Regions from separate parts of the Hordeum vulgare genome. Here region 1 is linked to region 2. Evidence: chromatin contacts called from public Hi-C data. All regions are on one chromosome and are shown on one strand. Each heading gives the region's core, a stretch centred on a gene start, on an enhancer-like site or on the middle of the called end of the contact. The rest is flanking DNA. Distances are from core to core; before and after follow the strand shown.

Region 1 (6,796 bases), core at 3,371-5,870, 250 kb after region 2:
GAAGTCTGGAACCGATTTTTCCTACTAGCGCAGCGTGTTTCAACATTTTGGACAGTAACAGCACAAAGTCAGAAATCGACCTACAGGCACGCAGAGGATAAAAAATCAATTTATGTTTTTTTTACCTTGTGTATTAGATTTGTCTCAGAGTACTAAAAAGAACCGGAGGGAGCATAAACCAAAACACTCGGTTGGCACCAAGACTGGGATACCAGGTGGTGGATTGTCTTCACTGTCAGAATCGGATTCTCGAACTAGGACTTGAACCGCTATAAATCGCAACAAAATCAGCCACAAGTCCATTCTAAACAAAAAAAGTACCACTGCATAGGGTAAACCTTTTTGTCAAATGTAGGAGTGTGCACATGGTCCTCGCTCCCACAATGCAAAACAGAAAACTAGGTTTGAGTTTATTCAGATCAAAAGCTACCAAGAAAAAAATAGCAAACAGATTCAGATCAGAAAACTCAATTTGAGTTTCCTGACAGGTTCAGAACGGTGGAGGATTTCTAATTTATGGAAGAAAACTAGTGCCTCAAAACTTCTTTTTCCTAATGGAGTGCTTCAAAACTTGATGTGCTCTGATATGTCTACTGTATGTATGCTCCTTCTAATCTCTACCTGCTCAGGCTCACCATGCGTGCACCCCCATCACCTCTAGACGACATACCGGACTGTGTGCGAGCCCTTCCATCATGGAACCGTGAACCGCCACCACCATAGCCTCGACGGGGTCCCTGGCCACTCCTGTCATTTTGGAACCTGTCGTTTTGGTAGCCACCACCACGACCAGAGCCTCCGGTTCGGCCGGCGTAGCCTGACCTGCCACGGCCTCGCCGCCCCTGTGATGATATAAAGTTCTCCTGCCACTTGCCCAAACCGTACGAGTCTTGACCATCACCACCCCTGCGCCTGGGCGGTGCACCCTCAAGGGCGCCACCAGTCCTAGCCTCATACGCCCTCTCGTTGCTCTCCACAAGGACAGAAAGCCTATCCGCCATCTGGAAGAGTAGTCCCTGCAGCCTAGTTTGATCCACATTCTGGAAAATGATGCAATTCGTTGGTTGGTCCCAGCTTGCATGAAGCTCCTCATGCATCATCATCTTGCTAACAATGCTGTGAGCATGTTTCTCGCTGAGGTCAAACATTGTTGTGAGCTGGTCAAGGCTCAGGAACTCGTAGCAAGACGAGTAAGAAAACAGATAGGTTCTGAGAGCCTCTTCCTTGATCTTAAGCTTCAGCATCTCAAGAATATGCTCCTTGTTCCTCAAAAGCTTCCAGGTATCGAGTGAACTGATGACACTGAAAGCCTTCTTGTAGTCACCATTACTGAGGGCTCTTGTGGCAGCCAATACATTGTCCCTCACAGTCTCCGGAGGACCAACAAAAGTCTGTCTCTCGCTAATTTCAAGAAGCCTGCGGAATGTTCTGCTCATAGGCCTCCGTCTATCGAAAGAACTGGCAGCCATGTTGGGGACCTCAATTAGCATAGCACAAACCAAGTGTATGGCTTCCAAAAGTTCAAGATTTATGTGCATATGGTAAGGCATCATCCTTCTCCTCTCAAGTCTTTCCTGCAAGAATAAGAGTAACCACAGTGTGAAAAGTGATGATCACTAGCACAAAAGTAACTATATCTTCTGAGCACAGCTTTACATATTAAATCCTGTAGCTGAACCCAAGAACTGGAGCGGATATATCAATCTTGGAAATACTTAGAATAAGAGCTGATAATTTTTTCAACATGGATGAAACATCAGAGTTATTTTGTGTAGAATCAGGATTCAAGTATTTGAAAATTCAAAAAGAACGAGGAGTAGCAAGTATAATGAAATAACAAATAAATGCATGAATAGAAAGTCATCGAAGAATTCTGTAAACAGACTTGTTCTAGTACAGAAATAACTCAATAGTGGCACTTTTCCAACTATGAATGCTTTATGCAGGACTAGGTGACAACATACTGGCCAGTGTGTGGCTACCCAAATAAGGGACAAAGAAAGGGTGTGTTCTAGAAATTTCACCTGTTCAGGAGTTTTGTCATTGTATCGGCTTTGCTGTACCCCTTGCGCAAGCAACTCTTTTACTCTCCCAAATGAATATAGCTCAGACAGGCAACCATGAGCTTCAGCAATAAAACCAGCCCTGAAAGCACATAACCCCAGTTGGGCCATGACCCTGTTGTATAAAATCTGTGATGATATGTCCATAAGTTGAACCCCATCTTGTAAATGACTCATTAAGGTCAAGTCACGAGCCACTGAAAATTCATCAGAGATTGCATAGTGATATATCTGACACAGCATTCCTCGGGCTTTGGTCCTTTCATCTCCATACTTGTAAATAAGAGACATCAGATCATCCATCAATTCTCTGTTGCTTGGTGGGAAAGTAGGCTTCCTAGGCACGACCTCTGGAATCACAACAAATGGTGGTGGTCCCCTATTGTCATCAGCTTTTTGATGCTCTTCACCAGCCTCAGTATCTCCATCATCCATGCTAAGTTCGGTCTGCTCAGCCAGTTTCCTCATTGCATCATACACTTCTTGAGGTTTGTAGTAGACTAGTTCAACACGACGCAATGCAACCTTCGCAGCAGCCTTAAAGTTCTGAACCCTTTCTTGGTAATCTTGGACATTCTGTGCAACCACCAAAAACAAGGGTTCATCTCTAAGCCTCTGCACATAATCTTTTGTATATGGATCGCTGCACTGTAAACTCTTGAAAAATTCAGAGTCAATTCTCTCCAGAAACGCAACAAGGTCACCTGTAACATGGATCGTTCCATCGTAGTCAGCACCCTTCTGAGTTTCCTTATCATCAGGCTCCACTGAGGTGTCTACAACAATATTAGGATATTGTTGCAGTATATCAAGCACAAGAAGCATATTATCAACACACTTCTTCCACACGTTGATCGGCATATGACCAAGTAAGCTAGGATTGACATCAAACTGAGCAGAAATCACATGAAAAAGAACTTCAAGCTTCTGGGCAGGAGTTTTTGCCACACGAGTCAAAAAGGTTAGCTTCTCCACACGCTCAATTCTCCCAGTGCCCTTCTTACCCCTCGACGCCACAATCTCCTTAAGCTTTTTATCAACAATATCCCATGTAATCTCACTGGGGTCTTTCAAGAACTGTTTGTCCATAGTCTTATCTTTCTTGCTCAACTTCTTTTCCCAGGATCCACCCGGATTACTCTTATTGTCATCGGTACTGTCACCTGGTTCAGGATCCACAATATCTACGTCAGTACCATCATCACTACTGTCATCACCCAAAACCTTGTCATCTGCAATGTCATCTTCAAAACTCTCTGGATTATCTCTGCACTTCTGGATCAGGTCTACATACTGCTTATTGTTCTTCCTAAGTTTTTGTCTCACTGCACCGAGTGCCTTGAAATTGCTACTGCTCATCTTCATCTTGGGTTCCTTTTTTGCAAGAGCCTCAGCAAGGAAGTCCTCCAGTAATACAAGAGTTGTGATGTACCTATTTGGAATTTTGGTAGATTCATTGACACGAACAACCTTCTCAAGCTGCTTATTGAGCTTGTCAAAGCTCTCTTGCAAGCTAAGCCAGTCATTGATCTTCATTGCATTGCGCATCTGGTCGGCAGTAGCTTTCATCTCATCATTGCGCTTGTCCTTCAACGAGCGAATCACACGATGGCTCTCAGTATCAGAGTCGTCACTGTCCTCTGTATACAAATAGCGGTTCTTGGACACATCACGACCCCCATCACCAGCTTCTGATTTTTCACTATCGCTCCCTTGTTCTGACTCAATCTCGTCCACCTCCTCCTCAGAGTCACTGTCTCCCTGATATTGGGTGGAACAGAACGAAGATAAAGGTATTAATGCATTTGACAAGGATGAAATTTATACATATTAGTTACTGTATATAAGGATGAAACAAAGAATTGGAGTCGGCGACTCAGTACCTGTCCCCAAAAACGAGATGCCATGGCTGTTGTTTGTTTGTTTTCCTTCAACTAGATTCAAAGCTCTGCAAAAGTAATACAGGTAGAGAAAGAATTACAATCAGAACAAACTACAGAAGAATGCAAACGGAGTTTAATTGAACCACAGGCTGGCAGAAAGAATAATAACTTGTATCCTCAGAACACGCAATTGACCCTAGCGGAATAGCAGAACCATGCATACGGACCGATTCAGATGGATCAATCAAACCTCAGGACAAACATTAGCTCATCAGAAGCAGTTAAACCTAAGTTGGCGTCGATGAGCATAGATCTATACCTATCACCTGAACACAAACCAACTGAATTCAGGAATCGTGAGATAGAACGAGCAACGGCGCGACCAAACACGACAGGTCAGCTATGCATAGAGTCCGCGAGATCCCACGGAATCGGGGTGGCGCCCGTCCTCTCGTCGGCGGCTAGGGCTGGGACACGGCGGTGGCTGGCGCGCGACGAGGCGGCGGGGCCGAGAGCGCTGGTCGCCGGGATGCAATGCCAACTCGGAGAGAAATTCGATCAGGTAGATCTTACCTTGCCTTGAGTTGCGTCGGCGGAGCGGAGTAGGCTCGGATCTCGCGGAGAATGGAGGCGTGGGAGGCGGAGGCGCGGAAGCACTGTAGATCAAGGCGGAGAGGGCTAGGGTTTGGTTTCGGAAGGGTTTTTTTTATGAGAGAGTTTTTTTCGCGCTGGACTCTTGGTGGGCTTTTTTTCTTTTAAGCAAGTGGACTCTTAGTGGGCTGGGTCGGCGTATTGTTTGGAGTAAAATGGGCTGGGGGCTGGACCTATGCTCTCTTTCCAATTTTTCTACCCAGCGAACATTAGCTGCATATATACGAGCGCACCCCGTACCCATCCTCTTGTATTTGCTAAAAAAAACTACCGTGTTGTTTAGGGTTTCTTCTACTCTGGTCTCTGGCGGTGATTCTCATCGCCGGCACGAGGCTACCACTAAAATCGCTGGGGGTCGGGGCACTACGTTCCCCGAGGCAATAAACCCTAGGGTTTTTCTATCTTCCGGCGGCCATCGCCGGAATTCTTTCTACGATAGTCGACGATCCGATCTAGCGATTGATGATCTCGACACAGGAGCTTCTGGCAAGGATGACCCTGCAGGAAGAGGAGGCACATGAGTTTGTTTGGAAAGAAGAAATCCCGGACATGGATGAACCAGCGAAGTGGCTCGTGATGTTAGGAAAATAAAACACGACCCAGCAGTGGAGACCAGTGTGTGCGCGCGCACTGGGTGTGCTGGCCGTCGTGGCGTTTGTATGTGCAGGAGTGCTGCAGCTGCATGCGACTTTGAGTCTGCTCTGGCTAGGCTGCATGTTAGCGTCGTTAGTTGGGCACCTGGCCAGGTTGTTAGTAGTGCGTGAGTTGAAGTTTGTTAGCTTACCGCGTACGTAGCTGGAGGAGTTGTGCATGCAGTAGCTGCTGTTACGATCGGATAGAATGAGCTGCGTAGAGCGCGTTTGTGCGCGTCGTGCGCGCGGCCGGATCGAGCGGCAGAGTGGAGAGCACGTTTGCCGTGCGTATAAGGCTCTCCGTTATGTATTGCTGCCAGTGGGCGAGCCGGTGTGAGAAGAAAGAAAAGATTGAGCCGTACGTGCGGCTAGGCGTTCGTCGCCGGAAAACTTCTGTTGTCTCTTGCTCCTTCTTCTACCTCCATCCGCAGAGAGAGAGAGAGAGCTAGCTAGGCCTGCCCCAACATTTGGTATACAGAGCTTTGTTGCGATCCACTACGTCGACCATGTCCATCGTCCCGTACGGCGCCGGAGGGAGCACGGTGTCGCTCCCCGTGCCGATGCTCACCGGTGACAACTACACCGTGTGGGCGATCAAGGTGGAGGCGAACCTCGACGCGCAAGGGCTGTGGGAAGCGGTGGTTTCGGCGGAGGACTCGGCGGCGGCGGTCATCGCGAAGAAGGACAAGCCGGCGAGGGCATACCTCCTCGGAGCGCTCTCCGAAGACATCCTGCTGCAGGTGTCGTCGAAGAAGACGGCGGCAGAGCTGTGGGCGAGCCTCAAGACGCGGTTCGTCGGCGCAGACCGGGTGAGGGCGGCGCGGCTCTCTACTCTCCGCGGCGAGTTCGATCGCATGCGCATGGAGGACGGCGACGAGCTGGACGCGTACGCCGGGAGGATCAGCGGCATGGCGGCAAGGTACGCGGCCCTCGGAGCAACGCTCGACGACGCGACAATGGTGAAGAAACTGCTCGACACCGTGCCGGACCGGCTGTATGCAGCGGTGGCCGGAATTGAGCAGTTCTGCGACGTCGACGACATGCCGTTCGAGGAGGCGCTTGGGCGGCTGAAGGCGTTCGAGGAGCGGACGAGGCGGCGCACTCAGGACAGCGGCGGACGAGGCGGCGACCAGCTCATGCTCACGGCGGCTCAATGGGAGACGCGGCAACGTCAGCAAGGCGGCAAGTTCGACAACGACGATGTTGACGCGGGCAGCACGGCGTCGGGCAGCAGAGGAAGGCGGCGTGGTCGGTGCTACAACTGCGGTGTGCGTGGGCATTTCTCCCGCGACTGCTGGAAGCCAAAGAAGGCGACGGAAGAGAAGGCTCTCTTTGCCGACATCGACGACGACGGACCTGCACTGCTGTAGGTCGTGTATTAGGGGGAGATTGTTAGGAAAATAAAACACGACGCAGCAGTGGAGACCAGTGTGTGCGCGCGCACTGGGTGTGCTGGCCGTCGTGGCGTTTGTATGTGCAGGAGTGCTGCAGCTGCATGCGACTTTGAGTCTGCTCTGGCTAGGCTGCATGTTAGCGTCGTTAGTTGGGCACCTGGCCAGGTTGTTAG
Region 2 (6,382 bases), core at 1,824-4,323:
CGGCATTAGCATACATGAACAACAACCACAACATCTTATTGCTATCTATACTATATCAGGTGCTTTTATCGTGAAGTTCCGTCTATGTCTGGCAATTCCTAATATAGTATTACATCATGCAATAGTTTATTAGCATGATCTGACCTTTAGATTGCATCTTCTCTGATTCTTGCTGGCAGCTGTCCTGTTCATACTGGCTCCTTGTAAAAACTTTAAGCTATACTCTTGGAGCCATTTGATGTGCGAGTGCCTTTCAGGGATACCCAGGGGCAACTCTGTAAGTATTCTGTCATATCCCCTTCATTTTAATGTGCCTCTATTATGCCCACTTTGCGGAGAACTTTAAAGTCAAATAATTTGCTTGATTTGAAGTGGTTTGAAGTATACCATTGTCATTTATTACTTATTGACCCCTTCCCCCTGGGTCTCTTCAGTCACTATCAATGGTAGGGTAATATGATGTCACTGGTATGCATGATGATGTAGGCTGGCTTGCATCAGGGTAGATTTTATTTGGTGGTACTTTTTGTGTGTGTCCATCTATTTAACGAACCTGTAATATTTATGTTTCACATTTCGAGCTGTGTTCCTGTAATGATATTTTTTTGTGAAAAGGATTATTGGGATTGGTAAATAGCTGAATGGATTACTGTATTGATTTGAAAATGACAATCTGCGAGAATGGTACCTTGCATTTTTTACTTCTCATCTTTGGTCATTCAGAGAGGATAGTTTTGATGTTTGAAGTAGTATATACACATCTATTCTTCCTTTGAAGTTTTCAGCCTTTTTTTTGCAACACGCAAAAGGTTTGTCTGCCGAAGTTTTTAGCCTTTCAAATGGTTATTGAATAGCCAGACAAACTGAGCTTCTGTCCACTTTAATTAGGGTTGAAAATTCTACTGTTCTTTTTGAAGACTTGGTTTCTGATTCCTAATTTACAACGGGTGTCACGGTGCCCATTCATGTGAAGGCTGAAGAGCTCCGAATGAAGCGAGTCTGGACACGAGAAAACGACGTTGCGGAAATTGTGGGAAAAGTATGAATATATTAGCCGTCAGTCGAATTCTGAAGGATCTCTGTGAAAGTAACTTGTAATGGGAGCTCCGAAAGTAACTTCAAGTGGTGGGTGTGATTAGACAAAGTTTGTCAGTTAGCTGACTACCCTATTTCACACGAGAATTTGCTCATCTTTTATATACCTTTACTAATAAAAGAGACAGCGAAGCATGATGCCTCGAGATGACTGCAGACATTTTTTTTTTTTTTTTTTTTTTGTAAGAGAACATTTTTTTGAGCGTTTTTTTTTTTTGGTAAGAGGACTGCAAACCAGTTTTGTTTAGCGTGGCTGTGGAGTAACTGGGCTGAGGTAGATGTGGCCTGCATGGTCGAGGTTAGATGCCAATTTTTTTTGGCTAATATGGCCCATTTTTATGATATGAGCGACCAGTTGGCAACGGAGCAATTCCAGACCCAACTGCTGCAGCATGTACCAATATGACGTGCTAGAAACCTGGAAAATTTGGGCAGACCCTATTTGGCACTTCAGGCGCTGGTTGCAGTTCAACCTGCAAACCAGCATGCACTATGCCTCAACTCCTGGCCGGGCCATTTTTACGTTTTTTGTCCTGTTCGAGAACTCAAAACTGGTTCGGGAATAGGAGTGACAGTGTTCGAAACCCGCGATCTCCTCGCTTCGGGTCGACTGCCCTAACCACTACGCCATCTTCATGCGTATATATGTGTTTTGTTTTTCATTTCTACATACATGAAATGCCCGCCTATGTTCTCCATTTTTGTTTTTATGTTTCTTGTTTTTTCCTTAAATTCGTGAACTTTTTTTCAAAACTGAAGAACCTTTTCCATTTTGACGAACCTTTTTTTTTTCGAAATACGATGAATTTTTTGGTTTTTCAAAATTGATGAACCTTTTTCGAATTTGATTTTTTTTCAAAATTGATGATTTTTTAATTCGATACTTGATTTGTTTTTCGATTTTTGGTGAACATTTATGTAAGAGTCATCAGTCAACAACCAATCTTTTTTTCATCTGATATCTTTACCTAATAATAAAGAGGCTATCGCTTCCATCGGAAAACCCATCGAGGTGATTTTACAAAAAAAGCCCTTACTGGTTATGACATTAAACTCGTAGTATATATTAAATATTTTTTTAAATACTCATATCTTTTAAACCGTAACTCCAAATTTAACATATTATACATGGAGTTTGATTAGAAAAATATGTAGAATTTAAATATGATATTATTTTATCTGTTAAATGTTTAATAAAAATACTATCTAGGGTGCAATCTTAATAAATAAGTCATTATTCGTCTTTCTTTCATACCGGTACTCATCCGGGTTGGGAATGGACACGTCAACTAAATCAGGATTAGAGATGAAACTGAAGGTCACTTGACTGATTCTTTGTACGTATTAAATCTACATGCAAGCCGTATTAAAATAGAAGACCTGTGAAATTTTGAACTGCACTTCCGTCGAAAAACCCATCGCTGCCTTTTTAAAAAGCCCCTATCTTTTAGGTAATTAAACTGGAACGACATGAACCCGTCCGACACGATGCTCCCGCCGTAGTCGTCCCCGTCGCCGCACTCCAGGCTGCTGCCGGTCAGGTCCGCCTCCTCGTCCAGGTCGCCCCGCATGGCGCGCAGCGTCTTCCTCGCCATCTCGCGCCGGACGCCGCCGGGGGTCCCCTCCTCGGCCACGCAGCGGAGGGCCTTGTCCGCGCCGGCCGCGCGCGCCAGGCTGCGGAACCGGAGGCTGCCGCGGCTCAGCGCGTAGATCGCCGCCACGCACCACTCCTCCAGCTCGGCGACGTCGTGGGAGGAGAGGAGGCTGCCGGACACGGCCGCGACGACGCCCGCGTCCATCAGAGAGGCGCGGCCCTCCGAGCAGCCGCCCACGTTGCAGATCACCATGAGGGCCAGCCTGCGGATGGGCATGGGCTCGACGGCGCTCGACGCGACGCTGAGGAGCGCCTTGGATGCCCCCGGGAAGCGGGCGACCTTGGACTGGTTGACGGCGGCCAGCGAGAGGTGGTAGATGGCCATCCCGGTGTCGCGGCGCGCGCGGGTGGTGGGCGGGGGAGGTCAGGAGGTCCAACAGGGGAGGCACCGCGCCCAGCACGCCGATGGCGGCGCGGTTCTCCTTGTTGAGCGCGAGGCCAAATTTACTATGTGGTGTCACGGGCTAGGTTAGGGGATTTAGGAGTGGGTAAGGCTGGGCATTGGCACGCCTAATGGACTGTGCAATACTACTATCTCTTTTCTTTAATTTCTTTCTCTAAATTCTTTAATTAAAAATATGTGGTATTATTTTTTTCCGTTGAAACGCACGGGTCCTTTTGCTAGTAACAAAAAAAAAAAAGATCCAGCGATCGAATGAAGGAGTGACCTGCATGCGATCGAGCGAAGCGCTTGTGTATAATGGGCCAGCCCAAATTTCCATCGGCGTCCGCGCCAGCAACCTGCTTAAAGTGCCGAACAAGAGCTCCCAGAGATTTCCGTGGGGGCGGAAGCCGGGCGGATATGTGTCGCCCGCTGTGGGTCCTACCATGACTCCCCTGCACGGAGCAGGTTTCGTGCCGGCCCAGTGACCATGTCCAATCATTAAGCTGAGATCATGTTATTATTTGATGTTATTTATCTTCCTTTTTTATTCAATTTTTTGTTTTATTTTCTAACTATTTTATATTTAGCTATATTCTAAATATATATATTACAAAACATACTTTACATAATTAAAAAAATATTTATCTTGCATTTCAAAAATGTTAAACATGTATAGAAAAAATATGATGTATATGAAAGATGTACAATGTCAATTAGAAGATTTATGTGACAATTTTTAAAGGTGTTTATACTTCCTCCGTTTCGAAATATAAATCTTTTTTAAGGTTCCACTACGGACTACATATGGATGTATATAGAAATATTTTAAAGCGAGATTCATTCATTATAATCCGTATGTAGTCACTAGTGAAATCTCTACAAAGACTTATATTTAAGACCGAAGGGAGTACATTGTAAAAAATGTTTCTATAACTAAAAAAATGAGTTGCACATTAAAATTATGTAAATTACATTTTAAAAATATTTATAAGTTTTAGAAATATGTCCGTGACATTTTCAAAAAATAATGTTTCTACAATGTAAAAAATATATTGAATAGTTTAGGAAAAATGTTTTTATCATTAAAAAATGTTCCAGTGCGTACTTAAATAATGTATTCAAAAGAGTTAAAATGTGTTTTTGAAAAACAATATGCATTTGAAAAATGTAAGATATTTATATTTTTTTCAAATATATATTTAAAATGTACAACCTCTATGGAAATAAGTAAACACTAAAACATCTCTCTACTATTAAAGAGGGATCTGCCGTCTGTCGTGATTGTTCGACCACGAGAAATCGCCCCTCGCTAGCACTGCCACCGCTAGCAGGCCCACCGACTTTTTCCATCCCTCCAAAAACCAATAGATTAGATACAGAAAAAAACCGGTTCAAAAAGAAAACCCTCTACCGTTCGACCACCTATCGATCCCCATCCCCACCCCCTCGATCGCACAGAGTAAAAAAACCACTCGATCTCGCTCGCACTCCCAAAAACCAGCCCACACGTACCACACCCACCTCTCCCCTCTCCCCCACCCCTCGCTCCCGATCTCATCTCTCCCCTGCAAAATATCGTCGCCGCCTGAGCGAGGAAGGACCGCAGCGGAGGGACCAAGGAGAAGGGGGTCCCCTCGCTCGCTTCTGCCGATGACGATCATGCGCACCGCCACCCCCACCGCCGTCGCCGCCGCGGCGATCCCCAAGTCGCGGGAAACCGGGCGCAACCACCCTCACCTCCGTCGCCGCTGCAGGGATATGAAGAGAAGGGCCGCGGGAGCCGGTGAGCTCTCCGAGGAGAGCGCCCGCCCTGAGTCCGACCCCTGCCCTCAGGCCGCCGACCCGCATGACGTCCTTACAACATCTCGGCGGTGGCTACATCGAGGGTGCGTGCGGCTGAGTAGAACAAGTACAAGGATGAGGGGAGCGCCAACAACCCGTACTTCAGGACATGATGTCAAAGGTTCGTCAATCTTGATCCCCTCCTTCGTTTTTGTGATTTTCCTACCCGTGAGAAATTTTGATAAGTGTGTCTTTCGTATCTTCTTCAGCAGCACAATTCTCTTAAATGCTTACTGGGATCATCCTTGCCTTATCTTTGACACAACCATGATTGATTGGGCATTTTGACTACAGAATTGTGTCGTGGGATTTGATGCAGATTGCAGTTTCAGTGGACGAATGATCTTTAGATCAAGTGGAGAATAAATGATTCTTTAGCATTTGTTTGTTCACAAATAAATGTAGGGGAACGTCGGATGGGAAACAAAAATTTTCCTACGCGCACGAAGACCTATCATGGAGATGTCCATCTACGAGAGGGGATGAGTGATCTACGTATCCTTGTAGATCGTACAGCAGAATCGTTAGTGAACGCGGTTGATGTAGTGGAACGTCCTCACGTCCCTCGATCCGCCCCGCGAACAATCCCGCGATCAGTCCCACGATCTAGTACCGAATGGACGGCACCTCCGCGTTCAGCACACGTACAGCTCGACGATGATCTCGGCCTTCTTGATCCAGCAAGAGAGAAGGAGAGGCAGAAGAGTTCTCCGGCAGCGTGACGGCGCTCCGGAGGTTGGTGATGACCTTGTCTCAGCAGGGCTCCGCCCGAGCTCCGCAGAAACGCGATCTAGAGGAAAAACCGTGGAGGTATGTGGTCGGGCTGCCGTGGAAAAGTCGTCTCAAATCAGCCCTAAAACCTCTGTATATATAGGTGGGAGGGAGGGGACCTTGCCTTGGGGCTCAAGGAGCCCCAAGGGGGTCGGCCGAGCCAAGGGGGGAAGGCTCCCCCCCAAACCGAGTTGGACTTGGTTTGGTGGGTGGGAGTCCTTCCTTCCCTTCCCACCTCCTCTTTTTTTTTCTTTTCTCTTTGATTTTCTTTCCTAGGCGCATAGGGCCCTTTTGGGCTGTCCCACCAGCCCACTAAGGGCTGGTGCGCCACCCTCAAGGCCTATGGGCTTCCCCGGGGTGGGTTGCCCCCCCGGTGAACTCCCGAAACCCATTCGTCATTCCCGGTACATTTCCGGTAACTCCGAAAACCTTCCGGTAATCAAATGAGGTCATCCTATATATCAATCTTCGTTTTCGGACCATTCCGGAAACCCTCGTGACGTCCGTGATCTCATCCGGGACTCCGAACAACATTCGGTAACCAACCATATAACTCAAATACGCATAAAACAACGTCGAACCTTAAGTGTGCAGACCCTGCGGGTTCGAGAACTATGTAGACATGACCCGAGAGA

What was found. Hi-C and Micro-C count contacts between places; a contact is called where the count stands out from the background.
Region 1: a contact with region 2 is called in a Hi-C map of leaf, with 3 times the contacts expected there. The contact joins the promoter of LOC123452427 here to the promoter of LOC123397172 in region 2. A contact is called at or near these places in 2 of 6 Hi-C or Micro-C datasets (leaf and seedling).

What each region holds. Positions count from the first base shown.
Region 1 is chr5H:535,323,479-535,330,274 of MorexV3_pseudomolecules_assembly, forward strand. LOC123452427 (eukaryotic translation initiation factor 3 subunit C-like) reads right to left here and starts at 4,621. Exons shown (of 4, transcript XM_045129073.1): 1 at 4,520-4,621; 2 at 3,947-4,011; 3 at 2,025-3,824; 4 at 306-1,574. The coding sequence starts at 3,970. The coding sequence ends at 618.
Region 2 is chr5H:535,079,890-535,086,271 of MorexV3_pseudomolecules_assembly, forward strand. It overlaps LOC123397172 (U-box domain-containing protein 38-like), which reads right to left and starts at 3,074. Exons shown (of 2, transcript XM_045091823.1): 1 at 2,476-3,074; 2 at 2,381-2,384. The coding sequence starts at 3,074. The coding sequence ends at 2,381. LOC123452424 (a long non-coding RNA gene) reads left to right here and starts at 4,631. Exons shown (of 3, transcript XR_006632599.1): 1 at 4,631-5,097.